Linked DNA regions of Hordeum vulgare: region 1 is linked to region 2. Evidence: chromatin contacts called from public Hi-C data. All regions are on one chromosome and are shown on one strand. Each heading gives the region's core, a stretch centred on a gene start, on an enhancer-like site or on the middle of the called end of the contact. The rest is flanking DNA. Distances are from core to core; before and after follow the strand shown. Region 1 holds the start of LOC123398705 (dehydrin Rab15-like). Region 2 holds the start of LOC123452579 (peroxisomal (S)-2-hydroxy-acid oxidase GLO1).

Region 1 (5,717 bases), core at 1,743-4,242, 160 kb before region 2:
TGCCAACAAACATTTTCTACAACTATGATAACATGTAAAACAGGGGTTCAAACATCTTGGAGCATGGAAGTATGCTGCATCTTTTTTGTGTTTTCTTGCACACTTGAACCAATTCCTCCATGTAGCATATACGTTGTAGCATGGAGCAAGTAAGATGTACCATGTAACAACTAGTATGTTGCATGTAGCAAATGCACTATATGAATGTAACATTTCAGTTTCAAGAGAAATTCAAAATAATCAAGAAATCTTTTTGTTGAAGCGAATCAACTAAAACCAATGGTTGCAACATTTTTCGTTAGTGAAAGAATCCAGGGTTCATACCAGGTCAAATCCATCATGGCCACGAGGTGTTGCATCATGGAAGACGACTCCCGGGTTGACGTACCATCGCAACACGTGGACACTACCACAAACGTCTTGCTGCCTCACAGGAGTTCGTCCATGAACGACGACAACGACGGAGCTTGAGCCCAATTCCATGGCAGCAAGTAATTAATCTTGAATGTGACTCATGGTTGAAGCAAATCTCGGGCCCCGTGATAGATGGGGGAGCCCCACCTCGAGCTCTCCTGGTCGCTGGCAGCAAAAAATCGATGGGGTCGATCACCGACGCCGTTGATCGGGGACGGGCCGACGCGGGGGTATTTTCCTTGTCGTGCTTGGGGGGTGAGGTTGCAACATACTCCCTCCGTTCCTAAATATAAGACCTTTTAGAGATTCCACTAGTAGACTATATATGGAGCAAAATGTGTGAATCTACACTCTAAAATATGTCTATGTACATCCGTATGTGGTTTATAGTGTAATCTCTAAAAGGTCTTATATTTAGGAACGGAGGGAGTAGATAATAGATTTTTGCTACAACGGTTTGTTTGAGTGGGGCGCTCAGGTGTAACGGCGATGGATCACTGCATCGGACAGCCTGGACGCGCAGGTGTAACGACGATGGATCACTGCATCGGACAGCCTGGACGTGACCGACTCATTCGTTATGCCGGTCCGCCGGCGCAGATCGTTGCCTTATTGTTGATGAATTTAGAGGGATGGGCTCCTCTTTTTTGTGATAAGACGGACTTCCATATGCCAAACGAATGTCAGATTTTTAGGGGCTTCAACGCCCTCGTTGCAATCGGACTGAGATCAAGCACATGGCAATTTATAAGAAGTTACTATACGCGGCAGGGCATTTTTTTTCTCTACTTTCGCATCTGTACACGGCAAATCCTTTACAAATGCATGACAATTTCAGTTGTTTTGGCATACAATTCTTGGCTTCATCGGAAAAACTCTTCCTATCGAACATCAATCTATAAATGTTATTACCGTAATAGAAAAATTGTCTTTCATTTCATTTTCTACTCTTGTCGATCATATTTTTTGTAACAAGCATTTTTTATTCGTCACTTGCGTCTCATCATAGTAATCTGTTTGGATACTCTAACCTGGTTAGAGTTATAATTAGATTCTAACCCTTGAACTAACCTGAACTAACTCTAACTCTAAATGTGTTTGGATGGGAGGGTTAGATGGACAATAAATGCTCTTTCTCAATCATTTGATTATTTTGGACCTCTCTCTTTCCCTGGACCCCACCTATTTTAACCCAAAAAAGCACCTCTTGGATGGGTTAGAGTTTTTGAATGAGTTAGATGCATCTAACCAACTTTAACCCACCTGTTTGGATCTTTAAGGGTTAGATGATTCAAATCTAACTCACTCTAACTCTAACCAGGGCCAGTCCTGAAATTTCGAAGGTCCGGGGCAAAAGTTGAACCCGAGGGCCCTTAATGTATCCATCAAAATAATAATTAACATATATGATATAAAATGATATCAAACAGAAAGTGTGAACAAAAGCCATGTTATGCTAAAATAACTATATCCAAAATCACTGGTGAAAAAAACCTTAACCAAATGTTTCATTCACCATCAATAAACAAATAAACTACCCCTCTCACATAGGTTACTAAGGAAGTATTTGACTGCTAAATAAAATAAATAACTGTACCAAACATCTAAAATGAAAGCAAGGTGATTACCTTTTGGTTTGGGAGGATGAAAAACAAGAGACTACATAAAGGACTCTTGTTGTCAGAAAAATAAATACTCTAGTACTCCCTCCATCCCAAATTATTTGTTGGGAAAATGGATCGAAATTGATGTATCGAGAACTAAAAATACATCTAGATACATTCATTTCTAATTACAAGTAATTTAAAACAGAGTGAGTATTTAATTCGTTTCTGCATAGCATCTTTACCTAATTTGTAATGTGTATTTTTACTCTAAACAATAGCTCTGTGCTTGTCATCTGGCCCACCCAATTCATCCAGTGGAAACATCAGGTAAAATACCCTTTCACGTCATGTATCAAAGGAAAAGGCCTACGACCCATGTGAGTATGAAACTATCGTTCAGTTATTTACTTTTTTTATGCGCCCTCGCTCAGCTCTCATGGCGCTGTCGCTGAAGCCGCCGGCAAAAAAGGATCACCTCCTCCTCCGCCACTAGTAAGCAAGGCATACTGGGCTGGGGCCCCTCTCGTTGGGTGGCCCGGGGCGGCCGCCCCGCTCGCCCTGCCCCATGACCGGGCCTGACTCTAACCCTAGGATCCAAACACGACAGATGAAGTCACGAAACAAGGTGCACTGCCCTATAATTTGTTCATCTTACTCACCGTCACCGTGCTGTACTAAACTGTAGTACTACTGTAACATCAAAAATAGAACGCCGAGCTAATCTGTCAAGTCACCCTTCCAGAACAGCCGAACGCGTACGTGTCAGTGTCGCCACCGACACGTTCAGGACCGCGGCGCGTGCACGCGTCCCGGCTATCCGTGCGCCCACGCCGACCACTTGCGCCGCCGGACTCACCACGAAAGCACACGTACCCCCCCTGCAGTAGCCACCTGGCCTGCCACATCCCGTTACAACCCGGCCTGTCGCCACGGTATAAATATCCACCCGGCGTCACTCTTCGCTGCACAACACGACCCACGAGCTGTCTGTCTGTCTGTCTGTCATCCGAAGTCCAAAGCTAGCTGAAGGCACAACACTTCAACTCGCAGTCCGGTTCAGGGAGAAGAGTCCATCATCCAAGGTAGTAGTAGCAGGCAAGATGGAGTTCCAAGGGCAGCACGACAACCCCGCCAACCGCGTCGACGAGTACGGCAACCCGTTCCCGCTGGCCGGCGGCATGGGGGGAGCGCACGCCGCTCCCGGCACCGGCGGGCAGTTCCAGGCCCGCAGGGAGGAGCACAAGACCCGTGGGATACTGCATCGCTCCGGCAGCTCCAGCTCCAGCTCGGTATGATGCTCTGTCGACACACACATGTACGCATTCACGTGCTTCTGTATGTTTAGATGCTGATTTCCGTGCCTGTATGCGTGTGTGTGTGTGTGCAGTCCTCCGAGGACGACGGCATGGGCGGGAGGAGGAAGAAGGGCATGAAGGAGAAGATCAAGGAGAAGCTCCCCGGCGGCCACAAGGACAACCAGCAGCACATGGCGACGGGGACTGGAACCGGAGGAGCATACGGGCCGGGAACTGGAACTGGTGGAGCCTACGGGCAGCAAGGGCACGCAGGAATGGCCGGCACCGGCGAGAAGAAGGGGATCATGGACAAGATCAAGGAGAAGCTGCCGGGACAGCACTGAGCCGCCGGCTCCGGCTGGCTGCTTTCTTTGCATAGCTACGCGTCGAAGCCTTCCAGTTCCACGTGATCTTCATTCAATAATAAGATGAAGCTGAACGAAACGTTGCCTCTGATTTCATCTGTGTCGGGGACACTTTTCTGTATACAGCGTGCGTTGTGTTTATGTTTGTGTGTTCTTGTGTCTTCTTGCTGAAAAAAAATTCAGAATACAAGTGAACTTGTTTCGGTTCGTTCTTTCTTTCTTTCTTTTTTTTTGCGAATCAACTGAACTTGTTTCTCTGACAAAGGAAATCAGGCCCTTATGTCTGTCCAACGAAGGACCAATGTCATTTTTACCCTTGCACCCAGAACGTATGTTCTACTCCCTCCGTTACTAAATATAAGTCTATATGTTCTAGTATGTTGTACACAAAGTAGAAAGCATGCTGGTGCAAAACGAAAAGAGCAACAGTTACATCTTCTAAAAAAAAAGCATGCTGGTGCAAAACGAAAAGAGCAACAGTTACATCTTCTAAAAAAAATTGCGGAAACATCGACTATAGCTAGCATTTGGTTTACCCCAATTATCATGACTATGTTAATATCTATGACGCTTTTGGATTGTCTCATGTCAAAATAAATGGTCATATACTCGATAAGACATCTCCTTAGCTTAAAATGAAGAAAATAGAGCCAACATAAATTCATTGTCAAAAATAAATCCACAGTGTTCACCTTTTGAACAAACTAATTAGCTAGTACTCTTTTTAACAAATCCTAGGTCGCGACAAATGACGCACTGTATGCGTGTCACTTGTCGTAATCTGTGAGTTTTTTTTTTTCGTCGATTTATTTTTTGAAATATTTTATTTCTTAAATTGTGCATTCAAATCTTGAACCGTTTTTACAATTTGATTTTTTGCGTTGAGATCTTCAAAAATAGATGTCATGTTGATAGGTTTTAAAGAATTTTTTAAAAAAAAACCGGATAAAAAAACCATGCCACCCGAGATAGAAAAATAAAAGCATATTTTTTTAATTGTGGCTCTCACGTAAGACAAAATCGTGCCTTTCATGAAAGCAAAATCGTGTCTCTCGAAGAAACGCATTTTTCTCTTTCTAAAAGGCACGGGCATGCGTGTCACAAAAACAAAACTGTGCATCTCGCGGAAGCAAAATCATACCTCTTGCAAAAAAATAGAAAACACATTTTTTTCTTTCTAAGAAGCACAACCGTACCTTTCGTGATAGCAAAATCATGCCTCTCATAAAAGCAAAATCATGTCTATTACAAAAATAACAGAAAATACTTTTTTTCTTTTCGAGAGACACGACCGGGCCTCTCACGAAAGCAAAACCTGTCTCTCGCGAAAGCAAACCGTGCCTCTCGCCAAAAAAAACAGAAATACGTTTTTTTGTTTCCGAAAGGCACGGCGGAGGCAAAAACATGCCTCTCGCAAAAGCAAAATCATATTTCTCGTAAAAAAACATGTTTTCGCAAAAAATAATTAATTTTTTCGTCAAAAAACGAAGAACGGCCGGTGAAAAACAGAAACACCAGAAAAAACAATTTAGAAAGTAAAAAACACGTACGAAAAAATAATAAAACGAAAATCCAAGAAAACGCTTAGAATATGACACGTGGCGATGGCGGAGAACGCGTCAAATGACAGCGCGCGAGAATGCTCTTTGAAAAGCTGCGGAAAAAGCGTTCGCTAATTGATGACTTCCAATGAAAACGCGAAGGGTGATTAAGTCCGGAAACCCTTAGTCGACATATTCAGAACCGATTAAGAAACTTGGTGCCTGCATGCTTTTTTTCTAGGCTATTTTCAAGCTCATAAACACGTAGCGTACCCAAATACCGTATCACAAAAAATCGCTTTTCTGGGCTGTTTTGGAAGCTGGCTCATAAAGACGTTGCGCATCCAAATACTGTATCACAAAAAAACCAGCAAAAATATTATGAGTCACAGGAATTGAACCCACGCCACAGTAATCCAATAATAGTGATTAGATACAACGCGCACGTTTTAAGAACCATTCTGGCCGCACTATCTGAATTAAACCATTTTCACT
Region 2 (5,724 bases), core at 2,551-5,050:
TAACTTATCAAATAATATATTAATAAAAAAATGTATAAATGACTAGCTAAGTTATGTCAGAGTAAAAAAATTCAATATAAATAGATGTATAATGATATATTTTTAACCCATCGCTGAACACATAAATTGTTTTGCCTTATCCTACCAAGATTTTGGCTAATCAGGTCCACTCTTTTGTATTTTGCCCCCATCCCCCCTTCCTTTTGTGTGTTAATTATTTTTGCTGTCCCTCTGCCTATCTGTTAAGTGCGTGAAGAACTTCCAATTACTAGCCTAGTAGACTGTACGCCAAGCCCAAAAGAAAATAATAAGCCGGCGTGAAAGGAAAAAAGGGGCTTACGTCATGCACGCATGTGCAAAGACTCCGCTTTTGTGGCGGCTAAACAATCCATGCCTTGCCTAGTCGCAATCGTATCCATCGACCGTGTAGCATCCAATCTAACGGAACTGTTCGAGGTAGTGATAGTGGTCCAGCTTCCGCGGTCGTCCGGCCAATCGTCTGGCCGCACAGTGAGCATTAGGGGCAACGAGGTAAGAAAAATCCCTGAGTTAGTCCATCAGTCCGTGGATTTTATTACAAAAATAGATTAATTTATACATTTGACATCAAGGACTATTTTACATTGTTTATCCCCTTTTATAGCGGAAATATTTAATTCATACATGTGAATTCCTTTTGTATTTGATTTGCAGAAACTTTTGATTAAAACTGAATTGTTCATAGCTCACATAAATTTTCTCCGTTTAGTTAAAGTTTAGTTCATCAACTTGCTCAATGTTTTTTCAGTGCACTAGAGAAAAACTATCGCCCCCCCCCCATTTTAAAATCGTGGCTCCGTCCCTATGTGCAGATTAGGGTAATTTTGTTGTTTTTCTATAAATACTCTCACCAAAATATATATTCTATCAATGAGTTGATGGTGGCAACTCGTCATGCCATGTCACGCAAGCAAACAATTATTTGTTGTGGAAGAGGGTCCGCGACAATAGTCGTTAGACTACCGAAAAGAGAAGCTAATGAAGCCACCAACATCCATGAATAGGCGAGAGTGGACAATGGAGTTGTGCAAGACTCATGGTGAGGGTGTCATGTGATGAGGGTGGTAATAGTTGAGTCAACCCGGATCATTCATGATGTGGTGCTAGTAGAGTCCCGGGTGAGGTTTTAGGACGTTGCATGAGTGTGTAGGATTTGGGAGTGCGCGATATTGGAATAGTTTTGAGGTTTGGATTTAAGATGCTTTAGTTGCCAAAAATTATTATTTTAAATTTTGGTTGGTTCTGCTACAACATGGTCATCCCACCTCCTTTTTTCCTTCAAGAAGTGACTCATGAGGGCCAAAGTGTCTTCTCAATTCACCCACAAAGTAAATCTAATTGAAGAATAGTGACCGAACTTATTCTTCCTTCATTCTCTTATTTCTTATATGGGTATTCACCAAAGAGGTCATCAATCATCACTGGAAGGTGCCATCAAGGACATCGTATAAGAGAAGGAAGATTGGCAACACAAAGTTTGTTGCAAATAGGAAAAAAGGCAATGCTAGGGGTAGAAGAGGGTGGAGGAAGAGAGTATGCCCAATGTGTGGCGACGTTTGGATGAGAGGGAGACAAGTTAGGGTTAGTATGGAGGTGCTCTATGTATTATATGTTAGAGGTGACCATAATGGTTGGATGTGGCTTCAATGACTACAAACGTTTGTGTGAATATGTTCGCACAATTTTGGCAACTTTTGCTGAAAAGCTTCATCGAAATCATGATATATATTAACTACAACTTTTGCTAGGCTGTGAACCGACTAGCAACAAGTGTAACTATGAAATCGCAACATTGTATACAGGGACGGAGCCAGCATGCAAACATAGGGGGGCAAGTTTATACATGGAGGGGGCAAAGTTTATATGAAATGAAATTTTTTGGCTACAACAATTACTATTATAATAGAAAAACCAATTCGTTAAGGGGGGGGGGGGGGGAGGGTCTAGCCCCCCTTGTCCCCCCTTAGAATCGTGCCTGGTTGTATAGCACCTATGCCAAAATGGTATTCTTGTGCACATAAGAGGACAATTCAACCATTAATGTTGTTTACAATTTTCATTGCAAAAGAAAGTATTTCCTCAGTTCCCAAATATATGTCTTTTTATAGATTTTACTGTAAACTACATACAGAGCAAAATGAGTGAATCTACACTGTAAATATGTCTATATACATCCGTATGTAATTCATAGTGAAATCTTCAAAAAAACTTATATTAAAAAACGGAGTATTTTTTAGTTCACGAAAATGTTGTTTCCAAGTCCAGTTTCATCGGAAAAGGAAATGATGAATCTGCTTTAGTTAATAGAAAAGGATAGCCGCTTGGAGGAATAGTACCAACACTATAACTGTTGCTTGCATAATATACAGACTCGGGTACTAAAATGGACTCCCCCGCAAAAAATAAGGATAACGAAATGGACTCAAAGCACAACATTTGGTGTAAGTGTTTCTCTCTCTCTCCCTCCCTCTCTCTCTCTCTCTCCCTCCACATATTTTGAACTATTTACAATAATTTGTGCAAGCATGGAATGGTTTGTACAGTTTAATAAATCTGTACAGTTCCTCAAAAGTGTCCAATAAAACAACCCAGAGCAATTTATAATTGCAAGGCCAGTATAATACTTATGATCAGGTTAAATCTGATGACCACTATTTACATCATCACTGCGCTAAATGTTTATGATAATCTGGTTTGGAACTGAAAAGTGCGAGAACTCGTTCGACCCACACACTCGTTCGACCCACACATGCACGTCTACCTAGTACTTTCTCCGTCTCAAAATAAAAATCTCAACTTTGTACGTACTAAGTTTAAGACACTTATTTTGAAACGGAAGGTGTATGTCATACAATTGTTAAACCAAATTAAAATGGACAGAATAAATATAAATTGCTTACAGGATCCTGGAGAATGCCTCCCTGTTCTCCTTGAGGGTCCACTCATCCTCCGCCCCGGATGCATAGTAGTCGTAGGCCATCTTGGGAAGCTTCTGCTTCGCGATGGCCTGGTACTCCGATACATTGGTGATCGTCTCCCCCATGTTTGCCTCGCTAGCAGCGCCGAGCCCCTCACCACTCTGCAACCAAGAACACAACAGGACGAGCGTGTTAGACAGTAGAGCTAGATCTTCCCCCAAAGCGGCCGTCGTTTACATGCAAAAAACTTTGGAAGATGCAAGTGTGGACGTCCTTTCCTTTAAAGCAACAAGCCAATCGAGCTACTCCAGAAAAAACACTAGTATGATGGCACGTTCCACGGCTAGAGAAACAAAAAAGGACACCTTTCTTGCAGAGTGCATGCAGATGCCCATTTTGTTTCTGCATAAAAGATATAAATACTGCTCTTTCAGCAGAAAGCAAAACCGAGGAAGAATTTCCTAGTAGGAGAAAACAGCGAAACAGACAAACGCGCAATTCATTTCGGCAGAAATGATAAAGGAACATGGTGAAGCTAGCAATGGAACTTTGGAACATCGGCAAGCGCAAAGTTGAGAACAAAGAAACAAACAACAAAGCAATCGGAAACAAAGACAGCTGCAAAAACAATACCCGATCGAGAAGAACACGGACGGAGCTGGATCGGGAAGAAACCGGGGCACATGATGAAGCAATTGAATGAAGAACATGGATTGAATGGCTGGCATCTTTACCTTAGAGGAGGACGCAGGCGCCAGGCGAGGTGGGAAGACGAACGGGAGGGAGTGGTGGGGAGTGCAAGTGATATATAGTAGCCAGGAGATAGCAGATAGGGGGGAGGCTTCAGCTGCGCATGGAGACAAAGATTGCAGGGAGACGTGGAGATTGTTGAGGGGGAAAGGAAGTGGGGGAGGTTACGGATGAGCTATTGGAGGTTGGGATGAAGGGTGCCTCCTCCTACACTGCTTCCTCATCCACTTGACATCATCATCATCACCACCCAAGCCAACGGAGAAGCACAATAAAACATACCCGTTTCTCTCCCTTTTTTTCGTTTTCTTTTGGTGTTCAGTCGCAGCAGCGGATTATCTCCTCCCGGGCTTTTGTCGCGGAAAATTGTAAGAGATGTCGTGGCGACTGAGTTATCTTCGGTGAGCCCGGGTGATCCTTGCCCTTCGGTGGTTAAAAACTTCATTCACACAATACAAGCAGGGTAATTGTGTTTTCAGAAAGTTCATAGTGCTATATCTCATTGAGATTGTGTTTTGGCATGTTTGGTTTGGCTGCTCCATCTTGGTCAGAGACACTGTTGCAACTAGGCAACCTGCATCTTGACAAGAGGATGCCACACAAATATGGGTCAGAGACACAGGATATTACTAACATGGACATAAAGAAGTTAGACTTTATTACAGCAGTTTCCCATGTCAACCAATTTTCAAAAGACAAAGAGCCCAGAGCTATGGTACAAAGCATGCTCGGCATAAACGGCAGTGAGGCACCCTTGTGGTACCCACGGAGGATCAGAAACAACACGCTTCGGCTTCAGAGCTCAGGGCGCATTTCAACTTCACACCAGTTTCAGGCACCACACAACTAACATTTACGAGTAGCAGCACTACCCTCTGTAAGAGCTGAAGAATTTTATCAGCCCCAGCAACTGTTCCAAAGGGAAGGGATATTGTTGCTTAATCATGATCATTCGGCCTTTTGGCGAAAACAACTGTTATAACAATTCCATGCTGCTATCACGAGGAGCACCAGCAAACTCCTGTACTAAAATAAAAAGATAAAAAATTATCATTAGAAAAAATATAATGGAAACCAGTAATATTGTGCACCCCTTCTCCGGACAATGTATTGGGGTAATATTTACTCTATTATCAGGAAAGCCATACTTTACAAGCTCACATTTCTCACAGCAGCAAACTCTTCGGAACAGAAGTGCACATATACTAGGGAAGAAAAGAAATCACAAGAATCAGAGATTACTTGGTTTCCTTGCTCTGGTTCAAATGCCAAAAGCATCCGAACACAAGTCAGTAGATTTCCTTTCTCCCAGTAGCCATAAGCAAACTCATCGTCCTCATCTAACAAAACCTGTCACTGTAACCGCACACCTATAGCACCTCACATTCCCCTAGCATCACCGCTCCATACGTTCTCCCAGGAGTTCTTGTTAGCTTTTGGTGCCTCAACGAACTGCTGGCCTGGCCCCTCAAATGGTGGAGCTTGTGCACCCTGAATTCCGCCCTTCTTTGGTTTGGTTTTGATCCCCAGCAAACGGAATGTGAATCTCGCAAGCTCACCATAAAGCATTCCAGACTTATCACAGAGCTGTGGCAATAATATCATTGGATCAGAATTCAGAAGAACTTAAGAAGCATGCTTGAAAAGAGTTAAAAACGAAAGGCACGCGTCAAATGATACCTGCAAAAGAGCTGTGATGAACATGTGGAATGCCTGAGTGTTTTGGCTGATAAGGAATGCAACTCGCCCAGAGAAATTCACAATCCCATGCATCTGCAATCAGTGAGAAACAGAGTAAATAAAATGTTGTTTGTCCCCATTTAAAACAGAAAAGTATTAATTAATTTTCTGAATGCACATGATACAAGGAAGAAACTGTGCGCTCGATAATAGCCACGCCATAGATTTAGATCATCGATTTGTAGCCAAACCTGAAACCTGTTCCGCTAACTAATTTTTATACATAAAGAAGGTATGCACTTCATCACGATAATCAAAACAAGGCAGCTCAAACAGG

The links. A called contact is a pair of places that touch in the nucleus more often than the background predicts.
Region 1: a Hi-C map of seedling shows a contact between it and region 2, with 2.5 times the contacts expected there. The contact joins the promoter of LOC123398705 here to the promoter of LOC123452579 in region 2. A contact is called at or near these places in 3 of 6 Hi-C or Micro-C datasets (leaf and seedling) and 1 of 1 datasets of contacts at active chromatin or transcription factors (embryo).

What each region holds. Positions count from the first base shown.
Region 1 is chr5H:541,934,482-541,940,198 of MorexV3_pseudomolecules_assembly, reverse strand. It overlaps LOC123398705 (dehydrin Rab15-like), which reads left to right and starts at 2,992. Exons shown (of 2, transcript XM_045093152.1): 1 at 2,992-3,310; 2 at 3,409-3,888. The coding sequence starts at 3,122. The coding sequence ends at 3,660.
Region 2 is chr5H:541,776,463-541,782,186 of MorexV3_pseudomolecules_assembly, reverse strand. It overlaps LOC123452579 (peroxisomal (S)-2-hydroxy-acid oxidase GLO1), which reads right to left and starts at 3,800. Exons shown (of 9, transcript XM_045129255.1): 1 at 3,692-3,800; 2 at 2,940-3,118. The coding sequence starts at 3,082. LOC123452580 (peroxisomal membrane protein 13-like) reads right to left here. Exons shown (of 5, transcript XM_045129256.1): 4 at 5,388-5,480; 5 at 4,818-5,294. The coding sequence ends at 5,088.